2 separate regions of the Sus scrofa genome follow, and region 1 is linked to region 2. Evidence: chromatin contacts called from public HiChIP or PLAC-seq data. All regions are on one chromosome and are shown on one strand. Each heading gives the region's core, a stretch centred on a gene start, on an enhancer-like site or on the middle of the called end of the contact. The rest is flanking DNA. Distances are from core to core; before and after follow the strand shown. Region 1 overlaps LOC110260299 (a long non-coding RNA gene). Region 2 overlaps NME7 (nucleoside diphosphate kinase 7).

Region 1 (4,028 bases), core at 382-2,881, 310 kb before region 2:
ACCCTGAGTTTGTGTTCTTTTCTACCAAATTCATTGTTCTTCTAACTTCATTTAGACTCAGGAATGGCATAGATACCAAAGTCAAAGACAAAGTATTAATTACTAAGCCTACAAGTAAAAATCTATGTGGGTTTACCCTTACTGAATGACTTGAGGAAAGCTACTTCATACTTGTCTCAGTAGCCTGTAAAATGAGTTATAATAATACTGATTTCAGAGGTTATTGTGAGGATAATACAGGAAAAGTTCTTAGCATAGTCTTCTTACTGTGCTGGTAACTGCTCAACTCTTGTTGGTTATCATACAATCACCAATCTTCTACATGCCATAAAACCCAGTAATGTGACTACCTGTGTGTCTCCTTTTTAGGGTAAACCCTGAACTAGCAGGGACCCTATCAGGAGACACCCTGCATGTAACTTGCGTAGACCCTGTTGGGGGTCAGTCTGTTTATTTCACTTTATCTAGAGTTTGAAGCAATCATAACATGAGAGGATGAGGCTAGACTTGGAGGGAAAAGAGGAGGTGAAGCTTTCATTTTGAGCATTTGAGCCTGAGTCCCAGTTTCTTTTCCTACAGATGAGGATATTAATATCCATTCTTTTTAACTTTGTGGTACTCAAAGCTGTCAATTCAATAAAAAATGTATTATGAACTATTCATTGCTATATAACTGTAAAACAAAGAGCAGAAATGATAGTGGTTTTCTCCGTGTGCTAATAAGCCACAGTCTCTCACTTGAGTGGCTTTTTAGTTCCTTTCTCACAGGCCCTGGGGGATTTGGTGTTAGACATAATGAGTTAACATTCTATTAATTACATCTGATCTCATGGCCTCAAACGTCAGTGTTTGCTCACCTCTAACAAAGAGAATACAGTCCTTAGAACATAGGATTCTTTCTAAATAAATTATGAAAGTCTTTTCAAGATCCTGCTTGTTCTTTTTACATAGGAGCATAGATTCGAGATTATCTTGGAACCATGATAGCCAGCTACCTGCTTTGTGTACTGTTCTAACAATTTACCCATTGATCTCATGTTTCTTCTAAAAACGTCAAAGCACTAGGCAAGTATTACTCATCAGACAGGTTCAATGATGTCCTTCTACATTTAGCTTTTTTTTTTTTTTTCTGGACCAGTCACATCTATTCTCAGGACTATGACCCACATGAGCTGTGAGGGCTCTGGGCAGAAGTGCTACATTCCAGCTTTCAGTGGGCTATTCAAGGACTGTAGAGATTCTTCTCTGGCTGCCTACACCATTTAGTATTTTCTCTGCCATTGCCTTCTTCCATTGCCATGGTTTTCTTAGAGTTGTCTTAGAGTTCGTGCCCAGCTACATCTCTACTGGGAGATTTAATGTTTAAGGATCTGAATTGCAGAGCCCATGAGTCTGCATTGGGTAGGTGTGTTGGTGAATACAGTTTATTAGGTTCGACCCGTGGCCAGTGTTAACCTCCCCTCCCCCAAGCTTTTGCTAAGCCCAAATTTTCTCCCAACCAAGATCCTTGAATTCATGCTGGCTGGTGGTGGATTCATGACTCAAAAGTAGCTGCCCTGTATAGCATTCTCATGGTCACATTTCAGGCTTCCCTCCCTCCCTCACCTTTCCTCGCCTACCCCATTCAATCTCCCATATCACATACTCACAAATCCCAGTAACTTCTTCTGGAGAGTAGCTGGGAAATAAATGAGGTAGCAGAGAGATGCCAACATGGCCCTCTTCCAATAGTTTCAGCACTAAAAGGTAACAAAAAACTCCAGCTGGAAGCTGACCAGATATTTATTCACTCCACATGCATAGTGAATGTTCTTTGCTGAGAATTCTTGCTTCCATTTAACTAAGTGAGAATTGGGGGTCTAGGAGTTAAAGTGGCTGACTCCAATAGTAGGCCACTTTCAGAAGAAACAGAAGTAGACTGACCCATAGCTCTATTCAAGGTGCTAATATTTAACCTGTTAAAACAAATATTTGCCATCCCACAGGTGACATTCACGTTGCTTAATCTTTTTCACTCCCTTTTCCATTTGCCAATATTTCATTACCACAAAATTTCCTAACTCAAAAAAGATATTCTTTCCTGTCATTTGGATAAAATTTACCCAAAATGAGTATTATAAACACAGCAGCATAACATCAATTTATGGGGCCACCCCTGATTTACCAGTGAGGTAAATCTGGGCCTTAGATAGTTTTATACCTCTTTTTTTGTGACTTTATTCACTTTCAGTTCAGTGGCTTCCTGGAATAACTTCAGTAATTAAACAGAATTCCCAGGTCCTCTAGATTACATGAAGATAGATGTCAAAGTCTCACTTGAGTGAGGAAAAGTTTTGCTGATTAATATGGCTAGATAGCCACACTGCCTTATGCAAAACCTGATGAAATCAGTGCATCTAACCAAATACTCACCACTCTCTCCCATTGCATACTCTTTTAAAATCTGTAATACTGATAGCAAGGAGGCAATAGAAAGCATGAGTTTACAATGGCAGACTCAGAGGTTCAAATCCTGGCTCTGTCACTTACTATCTGTATAGCTTGGGAAAAAGTTAAAGATTTCTTTGTTACTTTCTTTATCTGTAAACATAAATATTAGTTTGTAGGACCTTTCTCTGTCTTGTTTTGAGGCTGTGATTTTATATCTATATACATATATATATATATACACACACACACACTTTACACATGAATACATACATATGTATATAAACACATACATACACATATACATAATGTACATACATACATACACACATATAATAGCACTAATAAATGTTGGATATTGCTTTTATCGCTAGTATTTACTGAGTGCATACTGTACACCAATACACTTCTAAGCATTGCTACTCTTTATAACCATCCTCAGATGTAAGTAGTATTGTTAAGCTCATTTTGTTTATTTGTTTGTTTGTTTGTTTATGGGTGCACCCACAACATATGGAAGTTCCAGGGCCAGGGACACACAGCTGTGATCTGCACTGCAGGTGCAGCAATGCCAGATTCTTTAACTCACTACTCCCAGCCAGGGATCACCCCGTTGATCTGCAGGGACCCAAGCTGCTGCAGTCAGATTTTTAACCTACTGCACCATGATGAGAATTCCTGTTTAGCTCTGTTGAAAGATGAATATCCTGGCGGTTAAGAAGACTTAAGTCATACAGTTAACAGAAACAGAAGTGGCATTGGGGCTCAGGCTTTACTAGATTCTACTGATCGCCTGCCCTGTTGGATGCTAGAAGAAAAACTCACCGTCCAGACTGCCAGTTGCATGCAACCAGCCACTTTTCCCACATTGCTGAGTCATCACAATATACATACACCAAAACATCTAAAATGTTTTATTTTATCTCTACTTCTAACTTCTACTTATTCATTCAAAAGCTTTCTTCACTAAAACCCTGCTCTGTGCTAGGCTCTATGCCAGTTTTGTAAGAATCAGAGATATTTAGAGAAGTCCCTGCCCTTGGGAGCACTCCAATTGGAAACAGAGAACAGAAGTATTAAAACAGTTGTAAGTGGCTGCCTATTACCCAGGGCTGTACCCTCAGAGAAAAAGGTATTCTTAGGTGCCTGAACCAGTGCCCAGCCCTTGCTCTAAATCCCTCAAGGTAGGATGTTTCCTACTTTTATATAGTCTTCCTCAACTGACAATTACTCTACATATCTACAGTAATTCTCACCAATTAGCTATCCCAATGCTAGGACTTCAATTCTCTTCATTTATCTGGAGCTACTTTCAAAGACATATCTTCCTTCTCCCCATAGGAATCCAACATTTTCCATAATCTCTTCCATTTTTTCATTATATCTTTGAGGTGTTAACTTTGTTGAATAAAAAAAGCAACTTTGCCTATGACTACGTCTTTGCTCAGATTTAATAAGAAGCCCTAGTTGTTTCATTTTATCATTGACTGAGAGCTTAAAAACCCTAGGCCCTTACATACCATATAAGGATTTTACACCCTTGAAGGTTACAAAAATATCCAAAGGAGATTAAAACGTTAAAAATAAAAGTATTAGCACAT
Region 2 (4,301 bases), core at 688-3,187:
AGCCCAAGCCTAGTAAATCCAGGCATAGAAGGTATTCACATATACTCTCATCCAATCTGGTATCTATTAAAATGAGTGAGCTAAAATCCAGTCCTATTGATCATATAGATAAACCAGGAAAAAACAAAAAACAGACATTCCACACCTTCAGTTATTCACAGAAATTGACTTAAATCTATCTTCACGTCTCAGTGCTGTTTTCATATTGCAGACAAATGAAGCATTCAACAAAATGCAAATCTTTTGTTCTTTTATGAAACAAATAGCATCGGCAAACATTTGTTGAAAGTCTGCCACAGACAGGACACTTGATGTATCACCTGCAGACCAACTGTATCACATAACTTGAGAATGTCATAAATGCAGAATTTCAGGCCCTACCCTATGCTGACTGAATCACAATCTTCAATAAGATCTCGAGGGGTTTTCTGTGTACATGAAAGTTGAGAAAGAACAGTGTTAGATCATTTTGGGGATACTGGAGATACTGAAAAGGTATAAGACAGGTCTCCTAATTAGTATCTAAACCAGGGGGTGAGGAACATTCATAAAAGAAAATTATACAAGGAGCACACATATCTACTTCCAGATAAGACGTATGGACGATGAGTGAGAGGAGTTCAAAGGATGGCAAAAGTTACTCAAGGTTGGGGCAATTTGTGGTGTCTTAAAGGAAAAACAGTACATGAAAAAGAAGGAAAAAGTAAATATGGTATACTCAACCCTCCTCCGGATAAATTTACTCTCTAGCGGTTTTGTAACTATGATATAACTGGTGCTCTGAGGAATGAGTAGAGTCAGGAGAGAAATGGTTAGCAGTCATATGGTCTTGTCCAAACGTCCACAAGAATCTGCTTCTTAAGACATCTGTTCCACAGGAAAAGGTCCTTGAAATCTGGTTCTATCCAAAATGTTCAAGAGTGCATCTGGTTCACGCCAAATCATTTTGAAAGGGACAAATACCAAGGACATTTTGGCATGGCCCAAATGCCTTATGGATATTTTGGCCAGGACCGAATAGTCTTGCAAATATCAAGGACCTTTTGGTAGAGACCAAATGTCTACTGAATGTATTAGACAGGACAAAGAGAGAAAACAACTCATAGCAACTTGAAAATAGCATATCAGTTAGGCGGCAAAGCTTCAGAAGATAATGGAGCGAGGAATCTTGAGAGATAACATTGGCTAATTCTGAAATGTACAATCTTCTCTGAGAACAAGCTTTTTTAAAAATCCATATCATATATATTTTACTTTTTACATTAAATGTCTCAAATTTGGGTTTTACTTAGAGTATATGGAAACCTTGTCTTGAAGCATTACTGAAAGGATTTCATAGTAAAGTACAGAATTATATATATATATATATATATATATATATATATAGAATTATATATATATATTATGAGTTATTTATATTTTAATTAAGTGCTTTCAAAAAGATCATGCCTACACTTAGTACAGAGGAGCAATGATTATTGTTTTGCTATCTAATGTCACCAATCAAAAATCAATATTCAAAAGTGAATGGGTAATTAATTTTGTGCTACCCATTCACTTTTCTGCACTTTTTTTTAAGGGTCCCTGAAGTCCTTCTCTTTGGCCTTGCAAGTGCTAGGACAGTCTCCCTGAGATATAAATAAAATGCCTTTCTAACGACATCCTGAGAACACCATGGCTCAGTACAATTCATGCCAAGTGTAACTGATCCTGTGCTCAAACTTGGCACCGGTGTCAGTGGCTTTTACCAATAAGAGACTGGTAAGGTGGCAGGCTCTTAGGTGTCCAAAAATGGTAATTTCCCAGGGACTCAAGGTTTAATTTTTTTTTTTCTTTCCATCCTGACACAAAGCCTACTGTCTCTAAGTAATACCACTAGCAGCTGACATTTGAAACTGACAAGCAGCACATGTGCATTAGGAAGATAAGGCCTGGCACATGGTGCTGCGACCTCTTGGGATTTTGGAAAGCTAGCAGCTCCAGCTAGTGGCGATGCCCCATCTCCAGTGTGCACTGCTTTGGGAAAACTCTAGCCCTTCCTTCTGACTGTGATGTGGACATGTCTTATTGGAACATGGTTATTTTTGAAGAAAAACAAAACAAGTGATCTTCTCTATGAATGAAAAGAAAATGGAAAGAAAAAAGAGGTAAAATGTTAAGCTATGAGAGCTTAATGGAAACAGTATTATGTCATAGAAAACAGTTAATGCAGCCAAAGGGAGATAAAGGAATCAATACAAGAATATTTTTTGAAAAAAAAAAAGGAAAGGAAATGGCAGGGAAACAAGAGACTCAAAGGAAAAACTCTTCGTGGGAAACATTCAGAAAAAAAGTACTGGAAAAGGGTGAGGCCAAGGATGCCGATGTGAGGAAGGGGGAAATGGAAACCAGCTAAATGCCAAAATTACATAAAAGAAAGAAGAAAAAGTTCATGGTTCATAATGAAACAAAAAAAGATAGTTATCAAAATTTCCCAATCCCTGTGGGGACTAAGGTGGCACATATGGAGTAAAGGACAAGGGACAAGAAGCTGGGGGTGGGTATAGAGCAAAAGACACAAGACTTCACCGCAACAGAAGATGCTAGGGCCTGAGGAGCAAGAAAGCCAAAAACCTTCCTAAGAAAAAAAATTCAAAACACTGAGAAGAAAGTCAGGAAAAGTGCCAAGCCTAAAATAATACACAGGAAAGTGTCTTCAAAAAAGTTAAAAATTTTACAAATGATAGTTTCATGATGGGTTATGGAAATAATTGGAATGTCATAAAGCTAATTTTGAGATAGATGTTTAGAATGACACCACTCTCATATTTAAAATATCTATTGGTACCATTGTCACAGACAGAAACTATCCTGAAAGGGCCAGAGACTGACCCAGCAAGAGAATTATTCTCTTAGGTGCTTTGTGGACATTCAAAAAGTTTCTTGCGCCATATTCAATTATAATTTGGAGAAATGATGTTATTGAGATTTTGAATCATAAAAAAAAAATTTAAGATGGAACCAGGCAAAACAGAGTTCAAATCCTGACATTAATTTTTAATAGGGATATGTTCTTTGGGGGAAAAAAAATTAATGGATTTTTTTAAGTTTTAAAATAAGCCTCTCTGAGCCTTAATTTCATTTTTCGACTATAAAATGGGCACTAGAAAATTGACTGTGAAAGGAATCTAGGATAAAGCATATCCAGTTTCTGGATGAATGACTGGATACAGAGGCCATAATAAAAGTACACTAAATATGTATTTAAGCAATAGAAAATGGAAATGTAATTAATATTTTCCCTCCACTAACATTCATTTTTCAAAAAAAAAAAAAATGTATAATGAGTACCCTTCCCGATGTATCAGTGAGAAAACAAAAATCCCTTCCTTCCTGGGGTTTATGTGCTAGTGGGTGAAAACAAAAAATAAATGTGTTCAATAATAAATGATACACTGTGTTTAGAAGCTAATACTTATTATAGAAAAACATAAAAGAAAACAGGGTAGGATAAGCAATTGAGAATGTCAGGGCATTGCAGCTACACAGGGCAGGGAGTTTGGGGCAGGTTAGACCTCCTTAATCTGAGACGTCCAAGCACAAGTGCTACTAAGCACACATAACTCATGTAATGAAGTACCAATTTGGACTTCTGTAAGTAAATTATATATGATACATGGATGGCATTTTGCTATTGATGTTATCCAAAGGCTTAATTAAATGAGCTATATTTACTAAGAGTCTTCCCTTGAAATACTCTAACAATCATATTTCTATTTTTCATGTTACTCTTAATTTCTCTTCTGCGAATCTGAAGAAAATGAAAACACTCATTTGGCAAGATATATGCATTTCAATGTTCACAGCAGCATTATTTACAACAGCCAAGATAGGAAAGCAACCTACATAGCCATCAACAAATGAATGGATCAATATGTGGTGAATACAATGGACTACCAGTCAGTCACAAAAAAGAATTAAATTTTGCCATTTGTAATAGATGCACCTGGAGGGTTTTATGCTTAGTGAAATAAGTCAGAAAGAAAAAGACGAACACTGTATGTTTTTACTTATATGTAGAACATAAAAAATAAAACAAATCAATATAGCAAAACAGAAAAGATTTACATAATAGAGAACAAAAAGGTAGAGGGAAGCAGGGAGGTACAATATAGGGTTAGAGGATTAGGAGATAAAACTGCTATGTATAATATAAATAAGCTACAAGGATATATCATGCATCAAGGAAATACAGCCAATATTTTATAATAAATACAAATGGAGTACAATATACAAAAATGTTGAATCACTGTTGTATAGCC

What was found. HiChIP or PLAC-seq counts read pairs in DNA pulled down with a chosen protein or histone mark.
Region 1: a contact with region 2 is called in an H3K27ac HiChIP or PLAC-seq map of skeletal muscle. The contact joins two enhancer-like sites. A contact is called at or near these places in 1 of 47 Hi-C or Micro-C datasets (skeletal muscle) and 1 of 2 datasets of contacts at active chromatin or transcription factors (skeletal muscle).

The regions. Positions count from the first base shown.
Region 1 is chr4:82,130,489-82,134,516 of Sscrofa11.1, reverse strand. The region is part of intron 1 of LOC110260299 (a long non-coding RNA gene); the gene reads right to left. It overlaps LOC106510101 (a long non-coding RNA gene), which reads left to right. Exons shown (of 3, transcript XR_002343351.1): 3 at 1-625. It also overlaps the pseudogene LOC106510108. Among named protein-coding and RNA genes, the nearest start is that of DPT, 160 kb to the left of the region's middle. Within about 2 kb of position 1,631, at least 8 of the 83 cell types and tissues checked have an H3K27ac peak or open chromatin away from gene starts, as enhancers often do. A contact at or near this core is called in skeletal muscle, where this site is marked.
Region 2 is chr4:81,822,182-81,826,482 of Sscrofa11.1, reverse strand. The region is part of intron 11 of NME7 (nucleoside diphosphate kinase 7); the gene reads right to left. Among named protein-coding and RNA genes, the nearest start is that of ATP1B1, 110 kb to the left of the region's middle. Within about 2 kb of position 1,937, at least 7 of the 83 cell types and tissues checked have an H3K27ac peak or open chromatin away from gene starts, as enhancers often do. A contact at or near this core is called in skeletal muscle, where this site is marked.